Regions from separate parts of the Gossypium hirsutum genome. Here all the other regions are linked to region 3. The links are chromatin contacts, called in public Hi-C maps. All regions are on one chromosome and are shown on one strand. Each heading gives the region's core, a stretch centred on a gene start, on an enhancer-like site or on the middle of the called end of the contact. The rest is flanking DNA. Distances are from core to core; before and after follow the strand shown.

What was found. A called contact is a pair of places that touch in the nucleus more often than the background predicts.
Region 1: a contact with region 3 is called in a Hi-C map of leaf, with 2.9 times the contacts expected there. The contact joins the promoter of LOC107918182 here to the promoter of LOC107918150 in region 3. A contact is called at or near these places in 11 of 34 Hi-C or Micro-C datasets (anther, callus, fibers and 2 more).
Region 2: a contact with region 3 is called in a Hi-C map of leaf, with 1.6 times the contacts expected there. The contact joins the promoter of LOC107918157 here to the promoter of LOC107918150 in region 3. A contact is called at or near these places in 2 of 34 Hi-C or Micro-C datasets (both in leaf).

Annotation. Positions count from the first base shown.
Region 1 is chrA01:42,852,649-42,855,348 of Gossypium_hirsutum_v2.1, reverse strand. It overlaps LOC107918182 (UDP-glucosyltransferase 29), which reads right to left and starts at 1,359. Exons shown (of 1, transcript XM_016847713.2): 1 at 1-1,359. The coding sequence starts at 1,290.
Region 2 is chrA01:42,906,570-42,909,269 of Gossypium_hirsutum_v2.1, reverse strand. LOC107918157 (neutral/alkaline invertase 3, chloroplastic) reads right to left here and starts at 1,337. Exons shown (of 8, transcript XM_016847688.2): 1 at 1,236-1,337; 2 at 1-667. The coding sequence starts at 569.
Region 3 is chrA01:42,690,746-42,693,445 of Gossypium_hirsutum_v2.1, reverse strand. It overlaps LOC107918150, which reads right to left and starts at 1,252. Exons shown (of 9, transcript XM_016847679.2): 1 at 1,028-1,252; 2 at 310-358; 3 at 156-218; 4 at 1-61. The coding sequence starts at 346.

The DNA.
Region 1 (2,700 bases), core at 110-2,609, 160 kb before region 3:
ACTCATTTCTCTAGCTTTATTTCTTATATTCTCCCCATCTTTCTCTCCCACCACTTGTTTGATCACTTTGACTATCTCTTCTCTTTCAATGCTCCCATCCTTACCTCTCTTTACCTCTACTCCAACACCAACATCTTGTACAAGCCTAGCATTCCATGGCTGGTCAATATGCATACGCATAGGCATTGCTATGATTGGAACTCCAAATTTCAAGCTTTCCATTACAGAGCTCCACCCACAGTGACTCACAAATCCCCCAATGCTCGAGTGTTGCAGTATTTTCGCCTGTGGTGCCCAATCTTCCACCATCAGCCCTCTCTCACCAATCCTTTCCAGATATCCTTCAGGTAATGCCTCTTCAAGTTTGGGTTTATCTTTATCTCCAACAGGGAATCTGAGGACCCAAATGAAGTTCACCTCACTAAGCTCAAGCCCCTCAGCAATGGCTTCCCTTTCTTTATTCGAGAGATAATACTCACTCCCGAAGGAAACGAACACGGTGGAGGCTTTTCTCTTCTTGGTAAGCCATTCAAGTATCTCTTTCTCGTTCTCATGGTGTTCTTCAATGGCGTCTCGAACTAGTGGACCTGTTGGAACTACCTTCTTGTTTAATAGGATCGAAAGATAGTCCATGTATTTCCCTTCAAGCTCCCTAAAACTCTTAACCAAAATGATATCCAAAGAGTGTTTAAAGGGCTGAAAAATCTTTTCTGTATTACTGGAATCAGGTGGAGTACGCCCAAACTCGTTTCTGGAGCTTTTTGTTGGCATAAAGTAATCGTTTATGTAAAATTCAGGAGAGGGAAACTCCTCCCTTTTAAGTTTCTTCCATGCATGAAATGCGAAAAAAGGCCCAGCTGCAGAAGCTGTGTAGAAAAATATGGCAGGTATGTTGAGTGAGGAAGCAAGTGTAGGTGCCCAGGGTTGATGCAAATCATAAATAAGCAAATCCGGGTTATGGGTTTTCAATATTGTGGCAAACCCATCACCGGACATTTCGACGGCTTTAAATAGGGCGTTCAATAGATGGGTTGGCAATCCTTTGGTGGTGTCATGGTAAGAAGGAAGCTCAGGCAACAATGGCAGCTTGAACTCAATGAATTGAATTGAAAGTGAGTGATTAGGTGAAATTTTTGGCTTGATGGAATCAAGATTTGTAGCGGTGGAACAGAAGTAAACGTACAAGTTTTGGTTCATGAGCTTCTTGGCTAGCTCTAAGAAGGATGAAATATGGCCATGAGCTAACCATGGGAACATTAACACACGAATTCTCTTTTGCTTTGTATCCATCTCTCTCTTTTGCTCACTATGTTTGATCGATTTATAAATATAAATGAAATGCAGAATATCAATTATTACGCACATAAAAATATCAAACAAACGTCCATGATACGAAAGAGACAAAAATGGAACCACCCCATGTGCAGGGTCAGGGAAACTTCCAAGTTAATAATGTTCATACATACAAACGTAAAGCATGGGGCGTTGAAAATCAGAACTTCTAGTTGGAGTAATATTGTTAGGATCGTCCCGATTAAGCAACAAACAAGTAAAAATAGTAGAAGAAATTGAGAAGATGAACACACAAATTTAACGTGGAAAAACCCCTCAAAAGAGGATAAAAAACCACGGGCAAAGATAAATTTACTATAATGGCAAAAGAATGAAGAGTACAAAAGATGGAGATAAAAACTAAACCCCGAAAACTCGAAAACAAAGAACCCTCAAACGTAAACACAAAATTCTCTGAATGTGTTATGAGTTCTAATCTAATGGGTGTCTATTTAATTCTAAGATTGTAAAGGAGCCTATTTATAGGCTAAATTAGTAAGTCAAATAAACTATACTAATAAATGCTAAATATATTATACTAATAAATACTAAATCTTCTAGAAAGAAAATATATTTTTGTTTAACTTGACTTGCAAGCAATCTCTTAGAATTTGGGTCACACAATTCTAACAATCTCCACCTTGACACGAATTCTTTCAATGCCATCTTTGCCAAAACCCGCCATGGGCCTATCTTGAACTATGCAGGGAATTAACTGAGTCGAATCTATGCTTAGAAGCTGGAAGACTTCTAGCCTTCGACTTGTGCACTGCCAAATCAAAACTAACCCGGGTCTGATTTTCACGAATACAGTGCCCTAACTTTTCAAAACCTGCATCCAAAAGAGAAACTCTCTTCAACGAAACGGTCATACCTTTTTCCCTCCTATGACCAAGTTGCCTCCGCTTCAAATGAGTTGACTTTGACTCCGTAATGGACGAGGGACGTCCGATTTCACCGGTCACTGTAGAACCTTCCAGAATATAAAGACTGCCGGTTCTTTTACCTTTTAACAAAACGAGAGCTCCACGAGATACTTTAATGTTGCTCGACTCGATGTTGATTCTGCATCCTTTCAAGTCTAAAATACTCAAGGAGATGAGATTCTTTCGTAAATCAGGTACATACCTGACATCTGAGAGTGTCCAAATCGTCCCATCGTGTATCCTAATTTTAACAGTACCAATACCGATTATTTTACTAGATGAATCGTTTCCCATGTGCACAACTCTACCTTCAACTGAACTGTATGTGGAGAACCATTCTCTATTGGGACACATGTGGAAAGAACATCCTGAATCTAGGATCCACTCAGACGTAAGCTTGGAGTTATCGCTCGTTGACACTAACAAGAAATCATCACCGCCT
Region 2 (2,700 bases), core at 88-2,587, 220 kb before region 3:
TTGGCAGCAATTGTTCCAACAGGACTTCCACAATAGTAAACCATAGAAGCCCGGAGTAACTTCCATGCTTCATCCTCGACAGAATCTACACCACCCGTGAAAATGGTGTTTGTGCCTGTTCCCACTTTACCATTCGACATTGAGACTTCATTTTCACTCTTCAATTGCTCAACAGTCTTGAACTCCAGAATGTCTTCCGAGTTCATCGAACCATTAAGATTCAATTTCTTTGCATTATCCACAAACCACGCCCCATTTCCTTCACCTATATCTACTCCACTCGCACTTTCAGCTTGCTGGCATTTGCATCTAAGAAGTGTCAATCTGTCGATTGCCGTATTCCCATGCAAACCACCACCTAGTCGCTTACACCTATAGCTTCCTATTTGACATCCCGACATACTCGAACACTTCAAGGACGGCAAACGCCTTGACCCTTTTTTCTTCACAGACTTAATGTGGCATTTAGAATAGAAAACTAAATCCGAATTGCTAGAACACATATCACTACTTAAAAACTGAGGGACAGCCCCCGTTAAAACGTGCAGAACAGCCTCCGAAGTTCCCATTGACACGATGCTAATCAAATTAAAGGCACCTAATTAAAATTGAGCTGCTTCTAATCAAACAAATCCAAAAGCTTCACTTCACTTCAAGATACTGAAACCTTAAACCAAAAACAAAAGAATCAAAGGATACAATCAACATATATTATATCAAAAAGAGTTCACATAATACCAAAAAGAAAAATAAATAAACTAACAGGAAAAAATTTGAAACTAATATAAACCATAGCATAGTTGATTAATTGATCCAATAGAAATTAAAACCAAAAAAAGAAAATCAAACTTCTGTACAAAAGCGCAGGAGCAAAATTCAAATAAAATCATGAATAGTAAATATGCGAAAATAAAATAAAAAAAGCACCATAAATTTAGATTCATCAAATCATTTTTTTTTAAATTCCAAAAATGCTGGAATAACATATTAACTGACTGAGCGGATAGAAATTAAAAGAAAAATCATATAATCAAATTACTTTGCATTCCATAAAAGCCCATGAGGAGGATTAAAGTAAATTATAAATATCCAGTGCAAAAAAAAAGTAAGAAAAATTTATATTCTTCGAAGCATTTTTAGTTAATCCAAATCAAATGCAAATCCCTCCATGGAAACAACAAAACCCCAATAGGATTATAAAGAATTACAGAGAAATAAGAAAGAAATTAGCTAACCTTAGTGGGTCTGTTACTCTGTTTCATAAACGAGACGAAAGATATCCGAGACAGTTAGTTTTGAAATAAAACGAAAATATGTAAATAATATACAAATAAAATAAAAAGGAAATGTTTCTTCCTATTATTTTGTGTGTACCAAAAGCAATCACATAATCATTTCATTTTTTTGGGTAAAAATACCTACCCAGTCACTCTCAATTTTGGTATTGAGCAAATTGGTCCCTACTAAAAAATTGAAGCAATTTAATTCTTATTAATTCCGAAATTGAGCAATTAAAAATAGTGTTAATGCTTTTCGTCAATTTTGATTGATATAATAATAAATTTTAACTCTCAAATTTTACATATTTTGTCAATTTTATTTCTATTTAACAAGTTTAACTCACAATATTTTTGTAAATGTTGAGCTAAATTCATCTATTTTTTTTAAAAATTAAGGTCAAATTAACAAAATATGTAAATGTCAACAGCTAAATTTATTATAGTACCAATCAAAATTATGTATGATTGATACAAAACATTAATATAGTGATTAATTGTTCATACTTTTACTTTTAAAAAATGACAAGAATTAAATTAATTTGATTTTTAAAAAGATTAACTGAAAGGGGCTAGACAGGTGTTTTTACCTTTTCCTTTTCGAAGCAAATCACGCAATCATTTCAACTGTGCAATGGATAGAAATTTGACATGGCCAAGCTTCCACGTCTCTTTTGCGTTTTCCTTCTTTGAATTAGTTAATTATAATGTGAACAATGAACTTAATTAAGGTCATCACATAATATTTATTATTAAATTTTAAATTGATTCTTAAATATTGATATTATATTAATTAAGTTTTTCGGTCGATTTTAGAGATTAAATATCAAAATATTTAAAACAAACGACTACATGCAAAATGATGAATTTTGATACGATGAATATCTTTATTAAATTTTAAAGATATTATCTTCTTTCTTTTAACTTGTTGATATATAAATACATAAAATACATATGTGTCTATAAATATATTTATAACATTTAATAATGGAGACAACCTAATACTAATACTTTAATCATTTAATTAAAATATTAGGTGATAACTTGATAAATTAAAATTTTATAAAAATTAAGTAAAATTTCTTAGATAAAGGCAGGACCGTACACTCAAGAAAACTTTATTTAAAATTATATATCAATTGTTTAACTTTTAAAAATTACGTAATAGTAGTTAGCATTATCAAATTAATATATTCTGATCACTTGTCCGTTAATTTTTAGTAAGAAATGGCGTGGTACATTTCAAGATACAAGCCTGTTTGTCTCAGGACAAAAGCCCATTTATCTCGAGACATTACAAAATCGAAGCTAAATATTGTTTCAGGGGTGCCCTATCTGGAGACTTGTCTCAAGGTAAAAGTTCATTTGTCTCAAGACAAGCCAACATCAAAGCTAAGGTTTGCTTCAGGGGAGTCGTGTCTTG
Region 3 (2,700 bases), core at 3-2,502:
ATCAATATCCTCAACACTTGAATACAAGATTTCTCATTCAAGGCATTTTCTTCAATCATATCTGTAGAAAAAGAACACATTGCATAACTATGGTAATTAAAAAAGACAAGAAAATATCCACCAGAAGTACAAATAAAATAGGACCATTATTATACCGATGCCATAACCAAAGTAAAAGTCATACGGCCATTCTGGTTGTATGAAAGGGCTGTTTTCTTCTGCAGATTACAGACAGTTAGTCAAACCACACAAAAAAAAATGATCAAAATAAGACTGCATGCATGTGCTAATTTGAGAAAAATAAAGCACCTTCAGTGAATGATGTCCCCCAGAGGTCGAAAGCCATAAATGATAGGTCCTGCAATACAAACAATGCGACATTATGATTCTTGCAAAACACAAGAAAGCACAATAATGATTCATTACACTATAAAAATTAAAGGGTCATTACAACTATTAATTATCCTTATTAGAAGTATCCTTTATCAATTACGGCGGTCAAGGAGCCTTTACCAGGTCCTGAAATTGTCACCAACAAATTCAAGATTCATTTTCTGGTAACAATCACGATAATCCAACATGAAAAAAAAAGAACAAGGTTAAAACCAACGCAAAGTAAACATGATTAAAAGGTATCATCAAGAACGTTAACATAACAAATTTATCCATATATACATTAACATATAACTTATAATAAACAACACGAAATCATTAACTAATAGTAAAACTTGAAAAAAGGAACTCAGTTTTAACGGCCAAAACTAGCTCGTAATCAAGCACTTACACGTAAACTGTGTTCATTCAAATAGATAAATTAACGACTAAGAAACATCAACACTCAAATTAAAACCACTTCCTTTTTTTCCCATTTTCATCAAACAAAAAAAATTTGAAAAAGAAATTCAAGGCTGAAACAACACTAGAATACTAAATGCCATACAAAACAAAGAATCGACCAAAAGTAGAAAAAGAAAACAGAAACGTAGCATTTTTTTTTCCTTCTATTTTCTCGAAGGCCAAACCGTACCTCGGCTCAAACAACGAATCAAATGAGGAGATCCCTACAATGGATAACCGGCCATTTTATATAATTTCGAGATCTCAAAAACAAAAACAAATTATATAGAGAGAAAGGGAAGCACTTGTAGTGAGAGAGTGAGCTTAGTGAGCAAAACGTTTTTTTTTTTCTGAGTGCGCGTGTTAGTGAAGGAGAAAAATACTGAGAGTGAAAGCGACGAACGTTTTTCATTTTTTTTTTTTCGGCTGATTCCCGGGGGGACTAACATGGAAATATGGCATTTTTAAGGGTAAAATTGGAATATAAAATACAAGTGGCAATGAAACGCCATCTGTGTCAGGTCACTCGTAGGACACGTAAGAAGTTTTGGGCCCACCCAAGAGATTCCCCCTCTCACCAATTTAGCCCTATTTGGCACAATTGGCTGCCTGTGGACCGTCGATCCGTTGACTTTCATGAAAGCTCATCGACGGTAAAGAAACGCATCGATTTCCGTGGGGTCCACACGCTTTTACATTTACGCTGCTCAGATACTGCCGTTCCTACGCTGTAACCGTCATTTTCCTTTTTTTTTTTTAATCTTTGTCTTTTTAGCCGTCTTTCTGGTTATTGCAAAATAGACCGATGCGATTTTGCGTTGAAAAATTTTGACTCCGTAAATTTGTTTTAAAATTTAACCTATGCTAAAAGTTTATATGCTTTTTTGGAATTTAAAATTACATACATCATTGAAAAATATATAAACAAAAACAAAATTTTCAACATTTTGGATAATTTTAATTTAATCCAATACTTTAATAAAAAATTATTAATTATTTATCATTTACACTGACTTTGGTGTTTCTTTATTATAGGAAAGTTACTTTACAACATTTGATATGAATCCCGTAAAAGTTGTATTAACTTATTTTGCTACACTCAACACTAATGTAATAATACATTACAAAAATTACCCTTATTAAATAAAAGATAGTATTTATGTATTTTAACATTTTCAATCATTTTTATTATTAACAAATATTTGAATTAATCCAAAAAATATAATTTACTCACGTTTTGGTCGAATGTGTTACATGAATACATTTAAAAATTAACTTGTATATTAATTTAAGATTGTGAATATGTAAAATTTGTAATGTGTTCCTACTCACATTATAAGTATAAATTCAAGTGTATTCATATATTGCGTATATGGCTTCAAATTATTACTTGGTAGATTTAGAAAATGAAAAGAAAAAAAACAAAACTTTTGAAAAATACATAATTTTAAACTAACATACGTATCTCATTCATTTTTTTCTCTTCCCATTATTTCAAATTGGAATATTAGTTTTTATACATTAAAATAGAAAATTATCATCTCTTTTATTTTTTTTTCTCTCGCTTTTTTTCCCTACCAAACACATTTAAAATTTATTTTCATTTCACTTTTCTACTCACTCCTTTCATTTATTCACTTTTCCACCTAATCAAGCATATCCTTAATGTTGAAAAGATTAATGATAATAGAATTATTTTAACGAAAAAGTGTGGAATTGAAAAAGTTTTAAGCACACTTAACAACCCATAATAAAAAAATAATTGAATTATTTCAACGAAAAAGTGTGAAAAATGATAAATAGATAATAAGCTATTTATCACTTAATGTAGAATTTCTTTTTTCACTCTATTTTATTTTATTT